Regions from separate parts of the Mus musculus genome. Here region 1 is linked to region 2. The links are chromatin contacts, called in public HiChIP or PLAC-seq maps. All regions are on one chromosome and are shown on one strand. The core of a region is the stretch at or near the end of the contact, and the rest is flanking DNA. Distances in the headings are between cores, read along the strand shown.

Region 1 (6,981 bases), core at 943-3,442, 410 kb before region 2:
ATTTTGAGGCCTCCCTATGCTGCAGAGCATTTGAGTGTTTGAATATTCTGTCCCTTGCTGCTTTTTCACCAGTAAGATAAGATTCCTGATAACATATTTGCTTGGGTGGGCACTGGAATGATATATATATATGATATATAATACAATAAAGGGTAAAGGGTGTTCGGCAGACAGAGCTTGTCAATGGCATCCACAGAGCCTGAGTTTGCTCCTGGGTATGACCTAGATCAGTTCCCTTAGTACTTGTAAATACCTTGTAACTGTCTTATGACAAGGGAGGGACTGAGTTTCACAGTCTCTTTTCAGTGTCATCATTCCTCCATTCAGTGAAGACAACACATGGTTTCAGGCAATGGAATGCCATAGAAGAGGATGCAATTTGAAGTAGAGCCCCTGAATCTATCTGACTTAACTGTTAACTGAGCTATTTCTTGGTGAGACGTAGTACCAATAGCAACTCTGCACTGTGAATCTCCACTGTGCTCATGATTGAAAGATGCCATTCTTGGTCCCCGCCTTCCATGCCTGCTGATAGGCTGCTCCCTGTGTGAAGTTTATGGCCTTCATCCCAGGTGACTTGAAAAATTGGCTGAGGAAGCACTTGGACAGACAGCCATGTGCACTTTTGCCAGTGTTGCTCTGAGAGAACAGAAACTCTAGGTTAATAAAGACCCAAGGCAAGAATTCCTTAAGTAAGCAACATCCGGGAAGTATCAGTTATCCGTAATAGCAAATCTCTATCCACCAGTGGCCTGTCTAAAGGGAATCACCCTTGGAAATACAAAATTATATGTCAAAATACAAAGCAGACACTTTCAATTGCAAAGTTCACCATGGCTTTATGTCATCCAAAGTCTAGAAGAAAAGAATGTACTTTGAACAAATGCTACCTATGTGTACATGAACAAGCCTGATCCAGTCAGTGTCTCTAGTTGGGTCCACAGAGTGTGTCTTCACTTTGGCTTTTACATGGACTTTAGGCAAGTTTGAATGGTGCTGGTTCAAATGTAGATGCTGGGCTGGAGAAATGGCTCAGCAGTTAAGAGTGCTTCCTGATCTCCAAAAAGACCTTAGTTTAGTTTTCAGAGCTCATAACCCCCAACCCCAACTCCAGTGGACTCTTCACCCTACTGTAGGCACCTGCTCAGATGTGTGCATACCTACATGTAGACACAAATACACATAACTGGAAATTAAAAAAAAAAACTTTAACATGTATTGGATCGTGTCATGAAGAGGGGTGGAGGTGTGTGCTAGAATTCTAAAGGCTTATATGATTTTTTTCTTTCTCTTTTTCCTCCCTTTCTTGCTTGGGTCTTCCCTATGCTTTATATACTGTAAGTATGTAGAAAAGGTAGCCACTCCTTATCTATTTATAATGTACTGAGTATGTGGCTTGTTGCCTCTCCTACTGTAAGCATTCAATAAATATCTTCTTCAGGTAGCAATGTAGCGACAAACAGTGAAAATTCTTCTTCAAACATCTACTTTAGTTTCTGAAATAGTTAACATATTTCTAGATCTTAAAAAAGAGAGAGAGCGAGCGAGAGAGAGCAAATATATGCGGGCTAGACATGTTAAACATTCCCCAAAATACCCTGGCTCTGGTTACCCAAAGTCATCGCTGGGTCAGGCATTCACCAGAGGTCAGAACTTGCAGAGCGCCGCTTTGAAGCCGCTGCATGCGGCTGGAATTTTGAGTTACTAATAATTCAGGAACACTTGATCTCTTTCCTTATTCCTGCCCAGATGAGTCATTTTCTTGGTCGTTTACCTTGAGCTCCTCCTCTTCTTCCACAGCAGACTCGCTGGCATGGAAATTTGTTCCCATCTGTATTTCATTTAGAAATATATGCCTAAATGCATTTTTCTTCCTTGTTATCCTTTTTCTCAGTTTTTCGTTTTTCTGGGCCTGCCGGACAACCCCTTATCCCAACCCAGGGACATTCCTTCCAAAGGGAGTTAGTTAGTTCTGCCTGGATCTGGTTGCTGGGCCCCAGATTGGACCGAATTCATTACATATAAGAAGACAACAGAGAGACGTTGCGTTGCTCTCCTAATGGCCCTCCCAGTGGCCCCACTTCTCAGAGCTTCATTTGTTTTCTAAATCCCTGAGGAAAGATTTGAGTCAGCAGAAGGGATCCCTGGGGCGTCTTCAGCAGTAGGGCTGCTGCTTTTGGCTCTGGGGTCAGCCTACTTATTCAGCAGACACTGTCTCAGCCAAGGCCAGATCAGCAGCAGGCACTGCCACAGGGCTGCCTACCAGCTGGTGCCTGGGAAAACCCTGTCTCCAGACTTGGCATCTCCTTCCACTGATCTGATTGAGTTGTTTGTTTATGCCATACATTTAGAGTATAAGGTATGATTCTCTCTCTCTCCCTCCTTCCCTCTCTTCTTCCCTTCCCCCCTCCCCTTCTCTCCTTCCTTCCCCTCCCATCCTCTCCCCTCTTCTCTCCTCCCCTCTCCCCTCTTCTCTCTTCCCCTCTCTTCTCCTCTCCCCTCCCCCTCTCCTCCCCTCCCCTCCCCTCCCCTCCTGTCCCCTCTCCTCTCTTCTGCTCTCCTCTGCTCTCCTCTCCTCCCCTCTCCCCTCTTCTCCTCTCCCCTCTCTTCTCCTCTCCCCTCTCTTCTCTTCTCCCCTCCCCTCCCCTGTCCCCCCTCTCCTCTCCTCTCCTCTCCCCTCCCCTCCTCTCCTCTCCTCTCCTCTCCTCTCCTCTCCTCTCCTCTCCTCTCCCCTCCCCTCCCCTCCCCTCCCCTCCCCTCCCCTCCTCTCCTCTCCCCTCCCCTCCTCTCCCCTCCCCTCCCCTCCCCTCCCCTCTCCTCTCCTCTCCTCTCCTCTGCTCTCCTCTCCTTCCCTGTCCCCTCCCCTCCCCTGTCCCCTCCCCTGTCCCCTCCCCTGTCCCCTCCTTTCCTCCCCTCCCCTCCCCTCCCTTCTTCTCTCCCACCTTTCCTTTTCTCTCCTCCCCTCCCCTCTCTTCTGTTCTCTTTCCCTCTTTTCCCTTCTCCTCCCCTCCCCTTCCTTCCCTTCCCTTCCTTTGCTTCTCCCCCTTTCTTTCCTCCCTTGCTTTTCTTCATGGCTTTGATCTCTTGATGCAATCCAGCCAAATCCATTTAAAGAAAGCCACGGCTCCCTGCCATCCCCACCAGACAGAGCAGGACAAGTGATCACTACTGACTTCCGACCATTTCTGTGCTGCTAGAATTCTGCCAGTTCTTTCCTTTCTTTGCTAACACCTTGGCTCTGGGCAAAGCATTTGTTTGTACAGGTTTGACTCAAAGCTTGATCTTCCTGCTTCTGTGTGTTTGCAGGGAGGACAGTTGGGTAATAAACATAGTCACTGCTAGCTAAGGACTGAATGCCGAACCTCCCTCTAGCTGATCCTAGTGGCATGGTACTTGGAGGGAGGACTTGGACATTGACCAGGTGACATGAGGGAGGTGACAAGAGACAAGCCCTCACCAGTGGGCTCAGAGCCATGTAGAAGAAAACTCAGGAATCTCTCTGTGAGGACAGAGATGATGGCCACCAGTGAACTGGAGGCAGCCCCTCCACAGAGAGGAATGTACCAGCACCCTGATCTTAGACTTCCAACCCTCCTCAACTCTGGGGAAGACATTTCTTCTGCTTACAACCATCTGTTTCTTGCTATCTCATTAGAGAAGCCCAAAATGACTTGGGCAGTTACACACCTTAAGCGTCATTCAAACATATCAGTAAACACAGAATCACACCAAGAAGAACAATTGGCTGAGAAAAGCTTAAAGCTCATAAAACCAGAAGACTAAAAACTAAGGAAATGCTTGAAACTGGTTTCACTGGGAAGTATTAGTTTCTTTTTCTCCAGGACATTTTTTTTTATTTGCTCTTTGAAAATCTCATACGTGTATAAATGTGTCTTGATCAAACCTACACCCCACATCCTGCTTCTACACTCCCAGAAGCCTCTTATCACATCTCTGTCCTGACTTTATGTCCTCCTTTATTTGATTATTTGGCTATTGACTTCAGTTGGTGAGAAGACTTGCAGATGGATATGGGGCCATCCACAGGGGCAACTTACCAGAGGCCATACTTTCAATAAAAAGTGACTCTCCTAGCCATCAGTCATTAACAGCTCCTCAGACGGGGCCTCCGAGCCCCCTCTCTCCCTGTGCTATACTCATTTGATGGTCTTTATTTTTTTGAAATTTTTATTAGATATTTTCTTTATTTACATTTCAAATGTTATCCCTTTTACTGGTTTCCCCTCTGAAAAACACCCATTCCTCCTCCCCCTGCTCACCAACCCTCCCACCCCCACCTCCCCGCCCTGGGGCATCTATCAAGCCTTCACAGGACCAAGGGCCTCTCCTCCCATTGATGCTGGACAAGGCCATCCTCTGCTATATATGTGGCTGGAGTCATGGGTCCCTCCACGTGTACCCTGGTTGGTGGTTCAGTCCCAGGGAGCTCTGGGGGTACTGGTTGGTTCATATTGTTGTTCTTCCTATGGGGCTGCAAACCCTTCAGCCCCTTCAGTTCTTTCTCTCTATATTCTGTGCATGTAACCACAGATGCTTGGGCTCATGTGTATACCAGCCATGGTGTGTTCAGAGAACAGACTTTCACAGCTCCCCTCTGCAATCCTCTCACATTTACTTTCTTTATATCCTTTCCTCTGGGATGGTCCCTGAACCTGTAGAGTGATGCTGCTCTCAGGCTGAGTGCCCACAGTCTTTTATTCTCAGCACTTCTAACAGCAACAATTATTTGCATTAGCAACTACTCACTGCCATTAAAAGTTTCTCTGACCAAGGATGGGAGCAGCACAAACCCATAGACCATGTTCACAGTTTCAGGCATGAACTCCCTCCTGTTGAGCAGGTCTCTAATCTGATCAAGAGAGTGATTGTTTACTCCCATAAACAGTTCCACCACTATTGTGTCAGCAGCAGGCCTAGCTCAGCAGCAGGTAAGGGTTGTAGCGTGCAGCGTCCAGTGCTGGATGCAAACATTGATGTCTCTTTCCCACCAGGTAGTGATTTCCAGCACTCTGAAAGCTGGCTAGCAGGGAGAGAGCTTACGCTGGGTTCCAGAGGATTTCTCTGTTTTTCTGTAGTCAAAGTGTTGGTTGTCTTTTCAGCAAGAGGGCCTTATCATCCAGTTACGGTGGTAAATCGGGAGCAGTGGCAGTCGTTTGTCTGGGGTGCCTCGGGATCCTCCGGGTGCGGTTGATTGAATGAGAAATGGCCTCCATAGGCACATGTATCGCACACTTGGTTCTCAGTGCAAACCACCAAGCAGGACAAGACTGACCTGAATTTGTAATCTCAGCCCTGGGGGGATGACGGGACAGGCAGATTCCTGGGGCTCACTAAACAGCAAGCCTGGCCTACTTGTGTAGTTCTAGGTCAGTGAAAGACCTGTTTCAAATAACAACAGATAGATAGATAGATAGATAGATAGATAGATAGATAGATAAATAAATAAATAGAAGTTAATAGCAAGCAAAGACATGCACACTGGAGGTTGTCCTCTGGCTCCCACACGCACTCGAACACACACATGCACATGCAAACACACATCCGATCCCAGCCACAGATCATGCCCTTCCCTTTTTCCCTTCTCTTTCCTTCATTATCCTTCATTCCTAACAAGAACATCTCATGATGTGACGAACCCCTTGATATTCACATGTGCATGAAAAGGTGTGAAACCTAGGACACACGGTCTGTACCCAAAGACATGATTTAGAAAATCTGAAAATCTTTAAACACAATCAATTAACTACAAGATTATTTCCATCACAGTATCTGAGCAACAGGGCAGAGCAGACGTCTCTCTTAAAGAGGGGCTTTTATAATCTGAAGCTCACGTGAAACCTGGTACCTTAGGACACATTTGGCTTCTGGAAAGAAGGGAGCTGTTTGGGAAGGACAGCATTCTAAAACTATCTGGCGCTGTGGAAAACAAGTGAGTCTTCTTTCCCTTGGAGGGCCATGGGGAAAATGTGTCTCCAATCATCCCTGTGGGGCCAGCATTTCAAAGACAACATAGGAACCCTCTGTCCTCATCCTGGGAGTTCACTGAGCCCAATAACCATTGTGTCCCTAAAAGTAGCTGATCTCATGCCCCATGTGCCCAAGTTCCTCATTCCTCAAATAGTAGATGTTTCCAGAAGCTCTGGGGGAGGGTGTGTGTGTGTGTGTGTGTGTGTGTGTGTGTGTGTGTGTGTGTGTGTGCTGACTCACCTCGCTGCCTGTACACCCGTGGGAGAAGCCCTGAGACCTAGGCAGCCAGTGAGAAGCTGGACAGCCTCTCTTGTTATCAGGCAGATCCAAGAATGCGGATGCAGCATTGAGCATGGCTCTTAAGCCTCTTGTGGTCTACATGAATAGCATTCTTGCAATCGCTTCAGGGATGAAGAAGCCAAAAGTCTTCAGCAATTAAAAACCCCGGCTCATGTGTTTGAAGTAGATGTTGGAAACATTTGACTTTTAGGGTTCAACCTTTTCAAGTCGAGTACTTTTATTCTAAAGCTGATGTTGCCAAATAAAGTGCTATCGGTAACTCGGATTTTATTAGGCTAGGGAGAAATGAGCTGGCCGTAGTCTGATCTCCAGATACAGCACGTGTACAGAACCAGAAGCTGAAAGTCGCTTCTGTTTGTGTAATATGGACTAAATGCAATCCCTGTTTCACAGAGTTGAAAACCTCTTCATTTTTACTTGTTGTTTTCTTTATCTCTAAATTGAATATGATAGAACCACACACACAGCCCTGTCTCATCTTAGTTTTCCTTTGGAATTCAGCAACGTATCCAAGGAAAAGGGTTGAGATGGTCTCTTAGCTTTGTTTCTCTGACAAGCTGTGTCTTTTGTGTTTAATTCTGATTGGTTTTACATGTACGCCCACATCTTCCCCCATCTCAACAGAGAACACTCTCCTCAGTCACTCTTGTTGCATTCTCAGCAGTGTCTCCTGCCCTCTCATGCTGTCCCCCC
Region 2 (7,776 bases), core at 2,667-5,166:
AGAAGGCAAAAAGGAAAGACTTGGAGAATACTTCAAGGAAATGTAGCATGAGAATATTTTCTGAATAAATCACAGGACTGGAGAGCCAGTTTCGAGCACATATGGCTCTTGTGGAGGACCCTGGGTCAGTGCCCAGCACAGGCATTGATGACTATTGAGACCCTGTAACTCCAGCTCCATGGGATACAATGCCCTCTTCTGGCCTCACTGGGTACCTACACTGCAGGTGCACATGCACATATGTATCAATGGAAAGAAATGAATCTTTAGAAAAAAAGAAACAAAAAGAGGAAATAATTTAATATTGAGAACTTATCAAATTGGCTTATTTTTTAATCAGGGGAAAGCAGCTTGGCATGGGGGTTAAGGCAGGAGGATTGCTATGAGTTCAGGGCCAGTCAGAGACACATGTTGAATTCAAAGACAATTTAAACCCATAAAAGCAAACAAATTGGGAAAAAAATGAAAGGAATAATAAAAAAGAGAAAACAGAAATAAAACTTAGTGAATTTAAAGAGCTCTTTCTCTTATATATGTGTGCCATGTGTGTACCTGGTGAATGTGGAGGCCAGAAGATGCTGTTAGTGCTCCTGGAAATGGAGTTACTGATGGTTGTAAGCCATTGTGTGTGCTGGGAACACACTTTGATTCTCCCAGAAAGCTCGAGAACTCTCACCTGTTCAGCTATCCCCAAGGAACCTCAAAACACACTATGTTTTAAACAATAAAACCCACATTTTGCCACACCATGAAAAAGAATTTCTGAACTCAGAAATCATTATTTCTAGACTCCCATACTTTACCAGCTATCAAAGGATAAAACATCAAACTTCAGAGGGATGACTGTTGATGCCCTTTATGACAGCTACATACAAAGAAACACATTAAGGAGTGCAGAGAGGATGTGGAGAAATGAGGAGAGAGCAGGTCCCATATGTGATGTTGCTGGGATGTAAAATCATGTGACTGCCTTAGAAATTTAAAACTGTAGAGTAACCATATAACCCAGCAGTTCTAGCCAAACGTATATACACACTAAAGAGACATGAATCTCTGTCCACATAAAAATATGTGCATGAGTAAGCACCACTACATCCATTGTACAAGATATAATGCAAACGCCCACATTGACTGATTGAACAGGATCTATTCATGACAATATAAAAGCAATGTCTTAATTCCTACTAAAGCATAAATGAATTTCAAACCATTGCAGTAAGTGAAGCACCTCTCACACAGGGGGCCTGCTGCTGCATGACTCACCCACTATACTATGTTAAGTAGGAAACTATGAAGAAAGAAATCAATTAATGGTTGCTTAGAGATGGTGGGGTGGGGGTGCGGTGGAGAGAGATAATATGACTGTAAATAAACACAGCATTTTGTGCAGTACTGGAAACATTCTAAAACCATCTACTGTGATGGACACATAACTCTAGAGAAAAATATCAGGAAACGCAAAAAGAATCAGGGCAGTGATTTGGAGACTGCAGAGGTGGCTCCGAGGTTAAGAGCTGTTCTTCTAGAGGATTGGAGTTCGGATGCCAGTCCCGCAGTTCATGATAGCCTGTTAACTACAGCTGCTGGTGATTTGTGCCCTCTTCTGACCTTTGTGGATGCCTGCACTCACTTACACACAAGCTCCCATAACAGATATCCACACACAAACATAATTAAAAATGCAATAGATCTTTAAAAAGACGGTCAATACAGATATTAGGATAAAAGGAAAGATTCAGAGGACTTATTAGCATAAAGATATAAAGGAGATCACAGCGACAGCCATAACATAGGCACAACTCTACAATGAGCTAGCTAAAGCTAAAAAATTGTAATTGTAAATGAAAGTTTAATAAAGGGTAAAGTGCATGTTTCCCCCGGGAGAGAGGGAACTCCAGTACTGGCATAAAAGAGTATAATAATATGAGAAGGAATTTCATTTACTGCACCCATGCTCACAGAAAGAGCTCATGTTCTGATGGGGCATGTGTTTCAATGAAGCCTTTCAGGCTCCTGTACACAATGATATCAGCTTGAACAGATCAGAACGCCATGCTAAGTTAAAGTCACTGCAAAGTAACTGGCAGGTAAGTCACTTCTTTTCTAAGTGGGTAAGAACTTGAGTCATAGGTATTTGAAACTTAAGAGGCATGTCCTTTAAGGATAGTTAGATCACAAAGAAAATACCATAAATGACTATAAACCACTCAGAGAGAAATGGAGAAAAGAATTATTTGCATCAGAATTCACAGGCCATGGTGATAACTCCACTCGAAGAGAAAGCAATCAATGTTGAAGATGTTGAAAAATAAGGAAATGTATTCAGCTTACCATAGCATAATAAATGTCATTCAAACTAATTCCGCTTTCTGTGCATAAATATTACTGATGTGTACATGCACGGGTGTGTGCATGTGTGTATTCATTTGTTTCTGAGGCCAGAGTTCCATGCTGAGTCTTTTTTCCACTCAACTTCCCACCTTTTCTTTTTCCCTGTTTTTTCCTGTTTTGGGTTGGTCAATCAACTCAAGGGATCTATTTGTGTCCCTCCCCAGTTCCTTTACCCCTGGTTTGGGGATGTCAGGTATATGCCACCACAACAAACTTTTAGATAGGGCCCGTGGATTCAAACTCCAGATCCTTGTGCCTGCATGGCAAGCACTTTCATGTAGCTATATGATAGTTCCAGAGTCAGAACCTACTCATAAAAATTCTATATACAGGTCTGTATCACACATTCCTGATGAAAACTCTGTTTTAATAGCTTAAGTTTTATTATTGGTGATGATGTCAGGAAAAGAAAGACAAATTCAATTTTCAAGCCGTCAGTTAGTTAGGTAGAGTAATTCAGTTACATCATCTCTTTAATTTTTTTTCTCTTTTGAGGGAACAGCAGAGCCAATAGACTTAATGGGCTGATGAATAAGAGTTTTTCCTCTAAAGTCCTTTATGAACAGCTTGATGGAGTCTTGGTGAGTTTTCTTATTTATTTTCCCTAGATTTGCCCAGCAAAACTAACGCAGGGCTACCTATTGGACATCGTTATTCAAGGGCACTCTCCTTCAGGGAACAGCTTCACACTGTGGGTCTGTGAATGGACCAAGGCTGGGTCCACTGTCCTCATGTCTGGGTCATGGTGTCTAGTGGAGATGAGTGTCCAACCAAGCCAGGGCGGTCAGGAGTCCCGTGTGTGGGATTCTGGAGGAACCTGGGCTGTAAGATGTTCTTTCCTACTCTTTGGTTTTTAAGAGGTCAGTGTGTGAGCCACTTCAATGCCTCCCACTGTTGCCTGCGTTTTTACAATGCCAGCGTGAGCTGCAGTGGGGAGCAGGTTTATGGTGCGCGCCATTCAATTTAGACTCTACTAGAGCAAATGATTGCAGTGATTGGGAGGAAAGAAACTGGAAAATAAGTCCCTGATGTAAAACTGGTCACAGGGCCAAAACAGTAGTGCCAGTTATGACCTCAGTGCTTCACTGATGTTATTTTGACAACAGTCTTTTCAAAGCCATAGAGTCTATTATTAGTGAGGGTAAGCGTGCTGAACCGTATATTTTCCCCCCTCGGAAAGCCAGTGTCTTTGTATTTGAAGTTTCCATTTGCTTTTCTTAGTTTCACGTTTTTTTTGTGTGTGTTCTTCCTTGAGAAGAAGCACTGACAATAAACTGGGATGGAGAGAAAGAATGTCTGCAGGGTTATCCCAGCCTGGGTACAGCCCTGGGGTATACACAGACTATTCTCTCAGTCTGCCTAGTGTTTCCTTCCTTGATTGCATGGATTCAGAGCAGCGGGTTATATGATATGTTGTAAGCCAAACACTGAGACAATAAAAGTTTATCACATTTCTCTTATGTTAAAGTTGGGAGTCCGGCCCCCAGGGAAGCTCTGAAGTAAACAGTGTGATGTGAGCTCCTTTGTCAAGGAGTTCTTGAGAAGATGAGTCATAGACAAATAAATAATAAATATGACTCAAGAGTGTGCAATAGTATTGTATGATGGTAAAAAAAAGTGATGATTATGAATCTACACTGAATCCACAACAACTAGATGCAGTTTGGGGGTAGGCAGAAGATAACTGTGAGACATGGCTTCTGATGCTGGTCCTGTGAAGGCTCACAAAGAATGTATAGATGAACCGAATCAATACTGGAAAACACTGAGCTGACTAGTCTCTGAAAATGAATTCCAACGTTCCAGGAAACTCCATTTTTATATTGCTGTTTCCCAGGAACAGTCATAACTCCTGGTGTTTCTTCTGAACACAGAACACAAATTCCCCTTTTATGTTTCATAATATACTAGAAGGAGTTATCCTGAATGCCACATGGGAAGAACAGAAAGTCATTTCAAACAGCATCACTCATAAACCTCCCGGCCCACACATTAGACCACTTATCTAATTTTCATGAAACTGTACCCATCCACATAAATTTGGGACGTATTCCCACAGAGATAATAACATTAAATACATTAAATACAAAGCCAAAGTCAGTCACAACAACAAAATAGCCTGACAACATGAGCCAGCTCCCAAGTACAGCAGTGATATTTCATTCCTAGACGAAGCTGTGGTAACGTCAGCCTCTGACAAACCAAGAAAGTTACAAAGGTGCCTATTTGTTAATGAAAACTCTACCCAGAGGAAGCCAGCTACATAGTCTCTTTAAGGTTTGTGATACCTCCCTATGTCATTTTGTTCATAGATTATTGCTCTAAAGATCTCTGATCAATCCATTCAGTTACCTGATGTCTCAGTATTTACTGCCATTTTACAGATGAGGAAATAATCTGGCAGAGAATAAACTTTAATACCTATTTTAGCTTAGATCACACAGAAAATAAACTTCATAAAATATACTGGCCTCAAGATCATCCTGGTTGTGACAATTGGAGGTTCTATCAGAACTCTACATTGGTTCATGGGGATTGTCGCTTCTGCAACCCAATAGTTCCTTACTCGCATCACCAACTTCTTCAGTCATATCCTTCCGCCAAATATTTCTGAAACCCGCAGCCTCTCTTTTGTGAGGTACCAGGCTAGGTGCAGAAAGCTCCACGGAATTTACAACTTGCTCCCTAAGGTGCTCCTGGATTTAGGAGCAATACATGGGGCCCACTTACCAGTGAAGTTAGTATTTAATTTATCCACACCCTAATGTCTTCCATTGTAATTCAAACCTTTCCTCTGATGATCATCCGGATCAAGGTGGTCACCATCTCTATGTAACAAGTCATGGAAGCAGCTTATTGAGAAGAAAAAATGTGGTATGTTAGGGTTCCTGAAGGGGTAATTGAGTGGAAGCCATTGGCACAGGCAAGAGCACTCACTAGATATTGGGAGCACAGGAGCCAAGACAGAGACATTTCTTATTTTCTAGAATAGAAGATATCAATAAGGAGGTGGCACTTGGGAGTCCTGGGCAGCAGGGGTTGGGGAGTGGGAGGGTTGATTCAAGGGCTGAGCTAATAGCTTTTATTTATATGGTTATATGGTGTGTATTTTAAGCTTGTTTTTATTGCCACTGAATAAGAAAATGCTTTAGATTAGCAAAACACGAGCTGGAGGCATGCCAGGAAAAAAAAAAAACTTATATAATGACTAATTCTTTTGAAATGATCCAGTTCACAGACTTCCCAGGTAGTGGAAACAGTGTGGTCATGCATAGCCTAGCAGAAAAGTAGCCACCCTGGTTATTCATTCAGAAGATATAAACACACAGAGACCAAAAATCTAATTACTGTACTTCAATAGATAAGGACATTTTAGTGGCCACCCATGGATCACTGACCTGTGGCCACTTCATGTCCATCACCCCCTAGAACACTCAACACAGGACTTGTATAGATTATTGTCCTGAGAAAAGAGAGGAGCTCCCGAGGGCTTGCTCTCCTTGAGGATCTATAACAGTGGTTCTTCAGCTGCGGGTCACAACCCTTTGACAAACCTCTGTCTCTAAAGCCACTTACATTATGATTCGCAACTCTAGCGAAATTGTAGTTATGGAGTAGCAACAAAACCAGCTTAATAGTTGTGGGTCTCTACAACATGAGGCACTGTACTTGGGGAGGTTGGGAACCCCTGTTCCATAGGCGGCTAATAGTTGCTGGGAGGAAGAGAGAGCTCCTTCCGTGGTGTAGCTCTGTGCAAATTGCCTCTGCTCCTGTAAATAATGCCCCACCCATGTTCTTGTAAGCAACCCTAAATGAATCCATTGCTCCATCAAGCCAAATGTGAGTGGAATAACCCCCCTCCCCAGTCTGTCCTTGTACCCTCTCAAGACCAAAGACATCTTTGTTTAAGTCTCTCAAACAAAAGTTCACACAGCGCCCCATTTAAAATTGTTCTTAGTGTTTTAGAACCAAGTCAAACTCTCTGTACTAACTTAATGGCATACTTACTTTGTTTTATAAATATATCAGCCTAATGGACGGTTGGAACAAATCTTGCCTCCTCCATTCAAAGTTTTTTCTCCCAGAGATTTAAACTGATAAACTGAATTTTTACTTTCTTTAAGCCATGTTGACTATAAACATATCATAAATTATAAGTATAATCATGTGTTATGAGGAAGCAGCAAGCCTCATATATGGCCTCATCTTATAAATCCACTCTTCCTGGATTTTTATTATACTCAACAATGAATAAAAATCGGAAAGCAATTAGATATCATAAAGAACCAAAGTATTATCTCCCAGAAGTAGCAAGGATATACTTGAGGGCTTGTTTGTTTTGTTTTATGCTGGGCTATCTTACTTGTTTAAGAGCCTAAGTCTGATAGAATGTCAGATATGTCTAAATCCTAAGCTATGATGTTCCCGATAGAATGTGGAACAGAAAGGCTTGCTTCAGACCACCTTGAAGTTATAGGCAGAGTGCAGCTGGAAAGGCACCCATGCGGGACCAAAGCATACAGTTCCCTCAGCTGTAAGTACCAAGCAGTACCGTGAGAAATGAGAATGAAGAGCAGAAGGGAAGCTGACAGGGATGTGCTCTTGGTCCAGTGCTGTGACCACTTAGGAAATGACTTGAACGGCATTTTACATGAGTGTTACAAAATTAAAGATGGAAGCACAATACCCATGGAGTCTAATGTGTGCCCTTCTGTGGTGTCTGGAGAGTCTCCGAGTGATATCTGGTATATGTTTCCTGTTTCATAGTAGTTGAAATATCTCTCTCCCGAAGGCATGTCTACTGTGTCCTTACTGTGTGAGGTTTTTTTTTTTTTTTAACTATATAGTCAGCTCAAAGAGCTTAAGAGATTATGATCTATTGTAAAAATTCAATGTTGTCCATTGAAAAACATTTCAAATTAAAAGACAGTACATTTAATGAACTAGGAAGACTAGATTTCAAAGAAAATCACTGGGAGGGGGGCAGAGCATCTTTGGAACTAGGGAGGCTTCCAGGAGTCTATGGGGAAAACTCTAGCTGAGACCTCTACCAGCAGGGTATATGGAGTCTGAAGAGGCTACCTTCTGTAACCAAGCAGGACTTATATGCATCAAGGGAGACACAAACCCAACCACAAAACCTTGAACCCAAAATTTGTCCTTCCTACAAGAAGTGTAGGGATGAAGATGAAGCAGAGCTTGAAAGAACGGCCAACCCATGACTGGCCCAAATTGGGACCCACCCCGTGGGAGAGAGACAACCCTTGATACTATTAATGATCCCCCGTTATGCTTACAGACAGGAGCCTAGCATAATTGTCTTCTGAGGGGCTTCATCCAGCAGCTGATGGAAACAGATGCAGAGACCCAGAGCTAAGCATTAGG

Evidence for each region. HiChIP or PLAC-seq counts read pairs in DNA pulled down with a chosen protein or histone mark.
Region 1: a contact with region 2 is called in a FOXA1 HiChIP or PLAC-seq map of pancreatic cancer cells. The contact joins two enhancer-like sites. A contact is called at or near these places in 1 of 484 Hi-C or Micro-C datasets (embryonic stem cells) and 1 of 115 datasets of contacts at active chromatin or transcription factors (pancreatic cancer cells).

The regions. Positions count from the first base shown.
Region 1 is chr1:186,444,187-186,451,167 of GRCm38.p6, reverse strand. No RefSeq gene overlaps it. Among named protein-coding and RNA genes, the nearest start is that of Gm35426, 39 kb to the left of the region's middle. Within about 2 kb of position 2,192, at least 84 of the 459 cell types and tissues checked have an H3K27ac peak or open chromatin away from gene starts, as enhancers often do. A contact at or near this core is called in pancreatic cancer cells, where this site is marked.
Region 2 is chr1:186,039,856-186,047,631 of GRCm38.p6, reverse strand. No RefSeq gene overlaps it. Among named protein-coding and RNA genes, the nearest start is that of Lyplal1, 74 kb to the left of the region's middle. Within about 2 kb of position 3,916, at least 18 of the 459 cell types and tissues checked have an H3K27ac peak or open chromatin away from gene starts, as enhancers often do. A contact at or near this core is called in pancreatic cancer cells, where this site is marked.